Regions from separate parts of the Sus scrofa genome. Here all the other regions are linked to region 3. The links are chromatin contacts, called in public HiChIP or PLAC-seq maps. All regions are on one chromosome and are shown on one strand. The core of a region is the stretch at or near the end of the contact, and the rest is flanking DNA. Distances in the headings are between cores, read along the strand shown. Region 1 has its middle 130 kb from the start of ALDH8A1. Region 2 has its middle 92 kb from the start of ALDH8A1. Region 3 overlaps SLC2A12 (solute carrier family 2, facilitated glucose transporter member 12).

Region 1 (3,072 bases), core at 366-2,865, 670 kb before region 3:
CTATACATTTTTGATTGCTTCAAAGAGTCTTTGCTATTCTCTAGAAAGAATGCAACTGCCTTAGCAATTGCAACACCACTCTGTATAAAATGCACTCCAAAGGAGTCCAAGCTGTTATACTGAGGTCAAAATGGGCAGGTTTACAATAGTATTTTATGTCAGAATGATTACACATGGCTTTAGAAAGTAAATCCTTGTTATCTCATCTCAATATCATTTTAAAAAATACAGTTCAATATATAGCTGAGTAAATTTATGGACAAGTTACTTTGTTAGACTTCTCTGAGAATGCGAAGATGACCAAGACTGAAAAACTAACATTTAGGGCTTTATTCCAGAACACAGTGGAGTGGGATTCTCTTACAGAAAATGATGTGAGGCAAGGTGAGAGGAAATGGTAAACTAATACACAAATAAGGGGGAATTTAATAAGCATAGATGAGCTATAAATAAAATGTGGTGTTGATCCTTCCTTTTCCAGCTCTACTTGTCCTTGGTAGCTCTGGCCTCACCAACATGTGTAATCTGGAAAAGTCTTGTCATCTGAAGTCACATACTGAGTAGGTGGGGGTTAGTTTCTTCTAGACTCGATGGTTACTCCTGTATCTGAGCTCCACTCTGAACTCCTGAGCCCTTGTTAGGGTCTAGCCTCTTCTCTGAGGGCATGACTATGCTCCCCAAATACTCAGCTACGGTCTGAGTTGAAGGAGGTATTCAGAATTGAAGTAGGTATTCCCCTCATTTACAGAGTTTGAATACTTTCCTTTTGGAAGAAGTGCCAGGGCGCTAATTGCAGAAGTTCCTTTCTGCAGCAGATAAATCTAATCATATTTTCTGGTGTTATATGAATACTCATCAACATGGGATCATCTTGCCTATGGTAAATATTTCGAATGGGATTTCTAAAGTTAGTCAACATATCTGAAAATGGATATGCGACTTGAACAGAAAACTTACCAAGTTTCTTTCTCTTCTTCTTTTTGGATTATTCTTAATGAGATTTTACAGATTTTTTTTTTAACACAGAAAAATTACTAATTATTTTAATGTTAAGATTGAATTGAAAAAATTAGCATGTTTCCTCTCTAACTCCTACTTCATATCTAGCACACATTCTACAAAGGTACCTAAGGGTTGAAGAGATTGGTAAAAATCCAATAAACTGAATAATTTGAATACATTTTTTCCCAACAAAAGAAGTGATTGTAGTGAAGTTAAAGCAATTTAATTCCAATCATAGAATTTGTTATTGAATCTGCTCCCTGATAACAGGTGGCAACATTTGTTACAGGATTGGAGGGAAAGGAGCCAGTAGAAGCCACCCCTGGCACCTTCTGACCATCTGTAGTTACCGCTCAGATTCCTATTATATTACTGTATCTGATCCACAACATTAGTGTTGTTTAGAAAAGTAAGGGGAAGAAAAAAAAAAAAAAGCAGGTAGGGGGAAAATGAGGGCTCATGCAAAACCAACCTTAGAGTTGGAGAGGCACAGAGAAGTCTTTGAAGGATTAAAGATGACCTTCTCTGAGGACACACTCCTCTTCTCCTAGACGTCTGTCACACTGCCCCAGCTGATGTAGAAGCAAGTCACAAGGCTGAGGTCATGTGAATTCTGGGATCTGGGGCTGCTGACTCAATGCTCCCATGGAGGCGTACACTGAAGCCCTGCATGTGCACTGTCCTGAAACTGGGTGGAGATGGGGGGTGGCTCTGCCTCTGCTAAGAAACTAGTGGGAATTATTTTAATTCTAGCTCTGTCCTTCTAGCTAGCTGCATAGACAGTTTACTTAATTTATGTGTCAGTTTCCTAGAAGGGTTGTTTTGAGGATTTGTGTAAAATATCCAGCATAATGCCTGGAGTTAGCAAGGTTTTGATATATGGTAGCGCTGATGAGGATGATGATTATGATGGTGGTGGTGGTGGTGGTGATGAGGAAGGGGAGGTGGGAAAGGGATAAAGATGAGAAGGATGATTCAAAGAACCAAACATTGGCTAAGATCTGGCTTGAACCCAGCTCACTATTCAGATCAAATATTTTCTTTCTGGCACTGAATATGACCAGGAATTACGATGCACTTTCCTGTTTTTATAAGATTTCACACACACACACACACACACACACACACACACACACACTTGCTATCATATCTAATCTCATATTAAAATTCATAAAAACAAAGAATGGCAGTCTTCAAACAAAACTGAGTTATTACAAAACACGTCTGGATGAAACAATTTTAATTTTAAACTAGATTTCCTTTACCTCCTTTTTTTTTTTCAAGGAGTGAGAGAGAATTTTCCATACTTAAGTAGGAAATTTTAAACATTCTAGAAAGAAAACATACAACAAAATTAGCAGATGATCTTGGCTTTTGACTAATTTCTACATCAAAAAATAAAATTGATAAATATTTTTGCTCAACATTACAAAAATGTTCAGCCGTATACATCATTCAAGATGATTTCTAGTAGCATCCTTTTCTGAGAAGCCCTCAAATAAAGGCACTAGCCTCATGGTGGTGGGTAGAGACATTGAGAATCAGAGCGAGTATAGAACAAACCTATAGCTTTCATTTGGGAATCCTTCCAAGTTGGGGTAGAGGTGGGACTGGGAGACATATTCTAAGTTCATACAGCAAGTTTAACTGGATTTTGTTCTAGTCATATTGCTGCACATATCTTTATTAGTGCTTATTTAATAGCATCACAAGGAACAGTTCTCTGTTCCACTGGGCTGCATATTCTTTGCAAAATAGTGCATCAGTGTGAGATGGGGTGGAGGGCTTGGGTGGTGAAATTGTAGTTAATTCATTATTGTGTTTCCTGGGCTGAGTCTTATTTGGCACTTAGGATAGGTGCTCAATGAATGCTTGAATAAATAATTCAATAGAAGATTGAATGAAAAAAAGCAATATGCTTTCTGTTTTCATTTTCCCCTCAGTACCTAATTTGGTCTATGGTTGGCTTAGGTAAAGCTAATGGCAGCCCACTGCATGCCAAGACTGGACCATCTTGTAACCAAATTGCTTATGAAAGCAGTCTGAAGTGGATGGTACAGACTTTGAGAC
Region 2 (3,312 bases), core at 41-2,540, 700 kb before region 3:
ACTGCTGAGCCTTGACAGTAACTCCTGTATTCTAATTCCTAACTGCCTTTTGGCAGCTCTTCCCATTTGCTTTCTTGGGCTCTTTCTTTTGGTGAATACAGTAGACTATTTGCTATTCTTTATCAAACCATGTACTTTCTTGACTCTGGACACTTGTTCTTGCTGTTCCCCCTGCCAATCATGCCATTCCCACCTCTCTTTACAAACCAAAGACCTACCTACCTTCAAAACTTAAGTCCAATGTTTTCTATTTTTTGAGCAGCTTTTTGTAATCTAAGCAAAATGATTTTTCCCCTTCCCTTTGAGCTTACTTGTAATAGAGCACTCGTCATATAAGAAAATTGTTTGTTGATGTATTTTGTTTTCTAACTCCAAAATTAGGATCCTAAGGGCAGGGGAACTAAGAGATTAGTAAATGGTTGAGAACACCAATGATGAGTGAATAGATGTACCTGTCTGAAATTAGCTCACATGCTTGTTCACAGAACTGTCTTGGGAAACACCCAGAATTATTTCAAAGGCAACAAAAGTGTCCTGGTTTGTTGGTAGGTGGGGAAATACAAGGGTTATATCAGCAAGGCTGAATGAAAAGCGTAGTCTGGATCTTCACAAGAAAGCATATTTCTTTGATTAAACACATCAATTGGCAAAAGCCCCCAATCATGGTTAAGAGTGTTATTTTGCTGAAAACTCAAATCAAGAAACACTCAAAGGAAAACAGCCATGATGGGTATCGTCCTTGAGGTGGATTTTTTTTTTTTTTCTTTTTGATTTTTAGGGCCGTACCCTTGGCATTTGGAAGTTCCCAGACTAGGGGTCGAGTCAGAGTTGCAGCCTATGCCCCAGCCACAGCAACATGGGATCCTTAACCCACTGAGCAAGGCCATGGATCAAACCCACATCCTTATGGGTACTAGTCAGGTTCATTACCACTGAGCCACAACAGGAACTCCAGTGGTGGATGATTCTTGATGGCTGTGTTGAAATTTTGGCTTAAGAGGAGAAAAATGCTAGTGGGCAAAGGAGTTAGGGGAGAGAGTTCCACGGGGAAATGCTGGGTTTTGGAAAACTCAGAGAAGAAAAGGATCCAGAGATATAGTCTTGGGAGATCTGGAACAGCAGAGATGGGCAAGTGGGACGTTTTTCATCCCCTTGGATGAGCTGAAGCACAGCTCCCCTAGAAAATTCTGATAAATTGCCACTAGATGACGCTGTTTCCTCATTAGGCAGATAGGATGTCACCAGGGTGGCCCCACTCCACAGAGGCAGGAGTGTCAGCCTCAGGGCCTAGGATCTGCTTCCAGCTCTGCTCTCTGCAGAACGAGGCCTGGAAGGAACGGACCTCTGAGGCTGGAGGGATCTTTCATTTGTAAAACAAACCAACAAACAAAATCCTGGACTGGGTCATTTCTAAGGTCTCTCCAATTACTTTTTAAATTTCTTTTTTTTTTTTTTAATTCAAACCTCAGTGACGCCTTTTATGTGAATAAACACTTTGTACAAACATATCAATTTTTATTTAACAAAATCTCATTTAGATACATAAACTCTGTACACCATGGCACACCTGTGTGGACTGGTATCCCTTCTGGGCCTAAACATTTCTCACGTTAAATCTTATTTCTGCCCTCAAAGAACTGTGGAGCTAGAAAGAATCTTAGAGGGTGCGCGTTTCTGTCCTTTAGTTTTCATATCTAATATCTAAGCATAAGCTTCTCTGGGGGGGCGGGGTAGAATCATATCTTGCCCATCGCCACCCCCTTTTAGGGGCCATAGTTCCGCAACTACGACTTGTGCTCCAGGGCTGTTCTGCCTTGCATTCTCTTATGCAGGCTATTTGATATCACATGTAGGTTTTGAAGCTCTATCAAAACGTACTTGACCACTGAATAAAATGAATGGCATGGAACACCTCTCTACTGGGTTTGAGCTACTTTTCTCGCCTACTCTTGGGACAGGATTCTACAAACAGTGCTTTGCTCTGTGTTTGGCTCAGATGGGTTCAGTTAGGTGGGGCTTAAACTCTAAGGCAAGAATATGGTGCTGGGTTGAATGCTGTAACTGTGTCTATCCCTTCCCCCCAACTCCAGAGGAAGTCCCCAACTCCAGAGGAAGTCCCCCAACTCCAGGTCTCTGCCTCGTGCTTATCCTTCCTGGAGCCCCCGTCATTTTCACGCACAGAAGGGCTGCTTTTCCTGGTGAGTCCTCAAGGTCATTGGTCTGCTGCTTCCTATAGTAATCGTAACAACAATTTATCTCCTGTAAACAAAACAGCATATCCTTAACCTACATACCACGGTTAAAATAGTATCCTAGTAGGACAAGAGTTGCTGACTGTGAAAGAAAATGGGCAAAAATAAGGGAAAAAGAAATAAGGTTTGAAAACTCAGATGTTTTATTCCATGTCTTATAGATGGCAGTGATATCTATTTCTGCCTGAAAAAGAGGATGGACTTCAATTTTGTTCTTCCATTTTCTTTATACAGCTTCATGAAGACAGTTTTTAGTAGGTATTTAAGAAAAAAGGACAAGCATGCAATGACTCCTGAATGTACTGATGACCCCCTAATGATCTCCCAGGGACCCAGAAATTCCTCTCACCAGATCAGTTCAGACCCCGTGTTCACAGTTAACAAGGTTTCATTAGGGCTGAAAAAAAAATTTGCCTTTGCTTCCAAACATGAGCTAAGCTCTGATAGGGCCCCAGCAGGGAACAGATTTCTCTTTTTATCTTTTTGCTTCCCTGGTGTGTAATCTTGTCTTTTGAAATAGTTGCAATCAGAACAAATTACCTAAAGAGTGGGGCAGGAAAAGATTTCACAGTCATTGTGGGTATTTTTTAGTTTTCTTTAACAATTGGTACCTTCCCTTAGTAATTGAAAATGAGCCAAGAAATCTGTGTGTACTTGGCAGTGTTTTTCTAAGTGTGTGGACGAGAGAGGAGGGCTTTTAAGGTGACACAGATTGCTTCAGCCAGGGCTAGGCAGCTCTGGAAAACCAGCCACCTGCCTTGTGTCCTGGTTCTCTGCCTTCACAGGGACCACAGGGAGTTTGGGGGACAGTTACTGCTAAGGTTGGAGGGGAGGCAGAGGTGGAAGGGTTGAGTGGCTAGTCCTTGGCTCATGTTTCAGAAGCAGAGTTTAGTGTGGTTAGTTCATCCCTCGCAATCCTGAAGAGAGGCTAATGAATGGTGTGCCTCTGAATCCACCCTTGATTTTTGGTTGGTGCTCCAGTCCCACTAGGACCTCAGGTCAGTGTCAGGAAGGTGGGCTTATTGCATCTCTGAAATGCAGGGGTTGCTCTGCACTGGCT
Region 3 (3,278 bases), core at 736-3,235:
GGCCTCTCTTCCCCAACTCAGTTATCCCCATGCTGCCTTGTGTCCCTCTAAATGTCCTTCTAGGTGCCTCATGCTACCTCCCAAGCATGTCACTTATTTCTCCAAGCTGAGTATTGGAGACCACTTGCCAAACACACACTCTAATCAACACATCAAGCGTAAATGAAACAAATGACGACAAGAAGAGATACACAGCAATGCAATATTCTTATCCCCATGTGAGAATTTGATCCAGTTCTCTTGGTGGTAGAAGAATTTGTTGTTGAGGATTTTTAAGATCATTTGGGGGAAAAAGAATATGTGGACATGGAGGGCATGTGAGTACTTTAAAATCATTTTGCATGTGAAAATTAAAACTGTAACTAATAAATAATAGAAAATAGAGACATCACCAGAATGTTAAGTTTCTGGGGGGGAAAGAGCCATTATTTGTTTTGTTTCATTATGGCGTATATATAGAGAGAGAGATCTGCATGTGTATATAGACATCTCCCAGTACTTAGGGAAATGCCTGCTGCCATATAGTATTAAAGATTTCTTTTCTGACTAGCTGGATAAATTGCTGATTTAATTTCAGTTTAATGTTTTTCATTTGCAATGCTTATATTTTATTGTGGATTATTGCATTATTTTATTGTGGATTATTGCATTTGTATTTGTTCCTCCATCTAAATATTTGATGCTTTTTTAGTGAAATTTTTTTTGAGTCTTTCATTTCCCATATGCCGCCAGGATCCCAGAGATGTAAAATACCTTGGGTGCTTGTGGTGGGAAGAGATTGCAGATCACCTTCATTTGACCTGCTCCGTTCACCAAAGCAAAACAGCGTTTTTAAACCCCATCTCCTACCCCTGCAGGGGCACAGCTGAGCAGTCTTATCTCAGCTTGTGATAATTGTGCATCCAAGCACACATTTCTAGTCCTTTTCATACACATCTCATTCGGCTTCTGCATCTCCTTTCCTGTGGTCTCCTCCTCTAAATACTGGTGTTCCCTAGGTCCCCGGACTCATCCTGCTTCTCTTTTCTCTCTATTCCATCTGCCTAAGTGATCTCATGCATCCCATGGCTTTCCTTTTTTTGGGGGGGGGGCTCACCCTTGGCATATGGAAGTTCCCAGGCTAAGCATCAAATCGGAGCTACAGCTCCCAGCCTATACCCCAGCCACAGTAATGCCAGATTCAAGCCATGTCTGCAACCTACACCACAGCTCACAGCAATGCCGGATCCTTAACCCACTGAGCAAGGCCAGGGGACCAACCCGCATACTCAGGGATACTAGGCAGGTTCGATTCCGCTGCACTATGACGGGAACTCCCCATCCCAAACACACACTGCCCAATCCCAAATATGAATCTCCAGCCTTGACCTGCCTCCTAAGCTCCAAATCTGTATACTCAATCTCCTACTTGACATTTTTACCTGAACATCTTCCAGGTAAAACTAGTAAAAACATTTATTCTAATGTGGATTTTTTTTCTTTTTTTAAAGTTTTATTGAAGTATAGTTGATTTATAATGCTTTGATAATCCCCATTGCACAACAAGTGATTCAGTTATACACATGCACATATCCACAGGCATGTGCACACAATTGTATATGGAATGGGTGGTCAGTGGGGACCTGCTGTTTAGGGAACTCTACCCAATATTCTGTAACATGGAGTTCCCATTGTGGATCAGCAGGTTAAGAACCCAACTAGTATCTATGAGGATGCAGGTTCAATCCCAAGGCTCGTGAGCTATGATGTAGGTTGCAGATGTGGCTTGGATCCTGAGTGGCTGTGGCTATGGTGTAGGCCTGCAGCTGCAACTCTGATTCGACCCCTAGCCTGGGAACTTACATATGCCATGGGTACCGCCCTAAAAAGAAAAAAAAGAACCATATTACGTAACGTAGACTTGCCGATTTCCACTTCTCCTTTTACCGCTACCCACGGCCAGGTCCCTTCCCCTTCCTCTCTAGGTTAGTCTGTTGCTTTATGTAGTACATAGCCTTGCATACAGGGCACTGAATATCATAAAACTCTCCTGACTGCTCAAACCAGACGGCCGTCATGGGTTCTGACGCACTTCCTGACCCTCCAACGCCAATTCTTGAACAAGGGTCATCGTTTCTGCTTCCAAATGAACTCTTGCATCTGTCTGCTTGTCTTCAGTTCCACTCCCACACCCAAATCTAAGCTGGCACCATCCCCTGTCAAGACGAAGGCGACAAACTCCCCACCTGCTACCAGAACTGCCCCTTGAAGAACTAGGCTTAGACTAGATGGCAGCAAGAAACTCAAAGTGTCCTCCCTTTTACTGGTTAGTGGGCATCCACCCCTGTACAGAGAGTAGAAAAAAAAAAAGTTGTCACTGTGACCTGCCAGGCCCTGTATGAAGTGTGTCCTCTGTACCTACCCATATTCAGGGCTGCCCTGTCCCACCTCCTTCTCAAAGTCACGCTGTGCCACTCCCCCCACCCCGTGACACCATGCTCAGGTCTTGGCAACTAATGCTTCCTCTGCCTGTGATACTCTTCCCTTGGCGTTGTGTTTTGTTTCGTTTCTGTTTTGACACGTTACAAACGTATAACACACACCTACCTACCTACCTACCACTGAAAATGAATGTTCACATTTTGCTCTTTTCCTTCAGATTTTCATGTTAAAAAAATGGAACACTATAAAGTCACTTTGGTTCTTCTTCCCCCAGGTCCCAGGCCCCTTCCTGCTTCCTCGGAGTGAGTGATGGGTGCGTGCGGTTGGCTCCCTGCCCTGCCCCACTTCTCCCTCTTTCTTTCTGAACTCAATCCTGGCTCTGTGAAGGCCCTCTTCACACCCCAGCCTCCCCAACATCCACAAGTGCTTCTGCAAAAGCCAGTGGTGGTGCATTGCAGCCCAGGAGACAGGAGGGCCCTAGAGGCTGTGCTCCGTTTTCCCCCAGGATACACAGTAGGGAGGGACCCGCAGGCCACTTCCCTCTCTGTCCTGCCCTCAAGGGTTTGCCTTAGACAGCGGGACCCAAGAAGCCAGGCTCTCAAATTTCTGACCCAATGCCAAGGCAGGAATTAACTGCATTCTTGTTTGTTCAGTCCTCCTCCTCTGTCATCTGCTCATCTCCCGTATCTGTCTGCTCCAAACAAAAACCAACACCAGCTCACAAATAACAGGAAATAACTTTCTAAATGTCTCCACCTGTCTCCTCCCCAAAAGTGAAAGAAAAAGGATTTTTCCTTTTTATCTAATTGTTTGGGCGAATGTACTATTTGACTCCGATTGTATGTGCCTATACTCAG

The links. HiChIP or PLAC-seq counts read pairs in DNA pulled down with a chosen protein or histone mark.
Region 1: an H3K27ac HiChIP or PLAC-seq map of alveolar macrophages shows a contact between it and region 3. The contact joins two enhancer-like sites. A contact is called at or near these places in 1 of 5 promoter capture datasets (fetal liver) and 1 of 2 datasets of contacts at active chromatin or transcription factors (alveolar macrophages).
Region 2: a contact with region 3 is called in an H3K27ac HiChIP or PLAC-seq map of alveolar macrophages. The contact joins two enhancer-like sites. A contact is called at or near these places in 1 of 5 promoter capture datasets (fetal liver) and 1 of 2 datasets of contacts at active chromatin or transcription factors (alveolar macrophages).

The regions. Positions count from the first base shown.
Region 1 is chr1:29,185,411-29,188,482 of Sscrofa11.1, forward strand. No RefSeq gene overlaps it. Among named protein-coding and RNA genes, the nearest start is that of ALDH8A1, 130 kb to the left of the region's middle. Within about 2 kb of position 1,616, at least 5 of the 83 cell types and tissues checked have an H3K27ac peak or open chromatin away from gene starts, as enhancers often do. A contact at or near this core is called in alveolar macrophages, where this site is marked.
Region 2 is chr1:29,150,906-29,154,217 of Sscrofa11.1, forward strand. No RefSeq gene overlaps it. Among named protein-coding and RNA genes, the nearest start is that of ALDH8A1, 92 kb to the left of the region's middle. Within about 2 kb of position 1,291, at least 18 of the 83 cell types and tissues checked have an H3K27ac peak or open chromatin away from gene starts, as enhancers often do. A contact at or near this core is called in alveolar macrophages, where this site is marked.
Region 3 is chr1:29,852,581-29,855,858 of Sscrofa11.1, forward strand. The region is part of intron 1 of SLC2A12 (solute carrier family 2, facilitated glucose transporter member 12); the gene reads left to right. Among named protein-coding and RNA genes, the nearest start is that of SLC2A12, 18 kb to the left of the region's middle. Within about 2 kb of position 1,986, at least 7 of the 83 cell types and tissues checked have an H3K27ac peak or open chromatin away from gene starts, as enhancers often do. A contact at or near this core is called in alveolar macrophages, where this site is marked.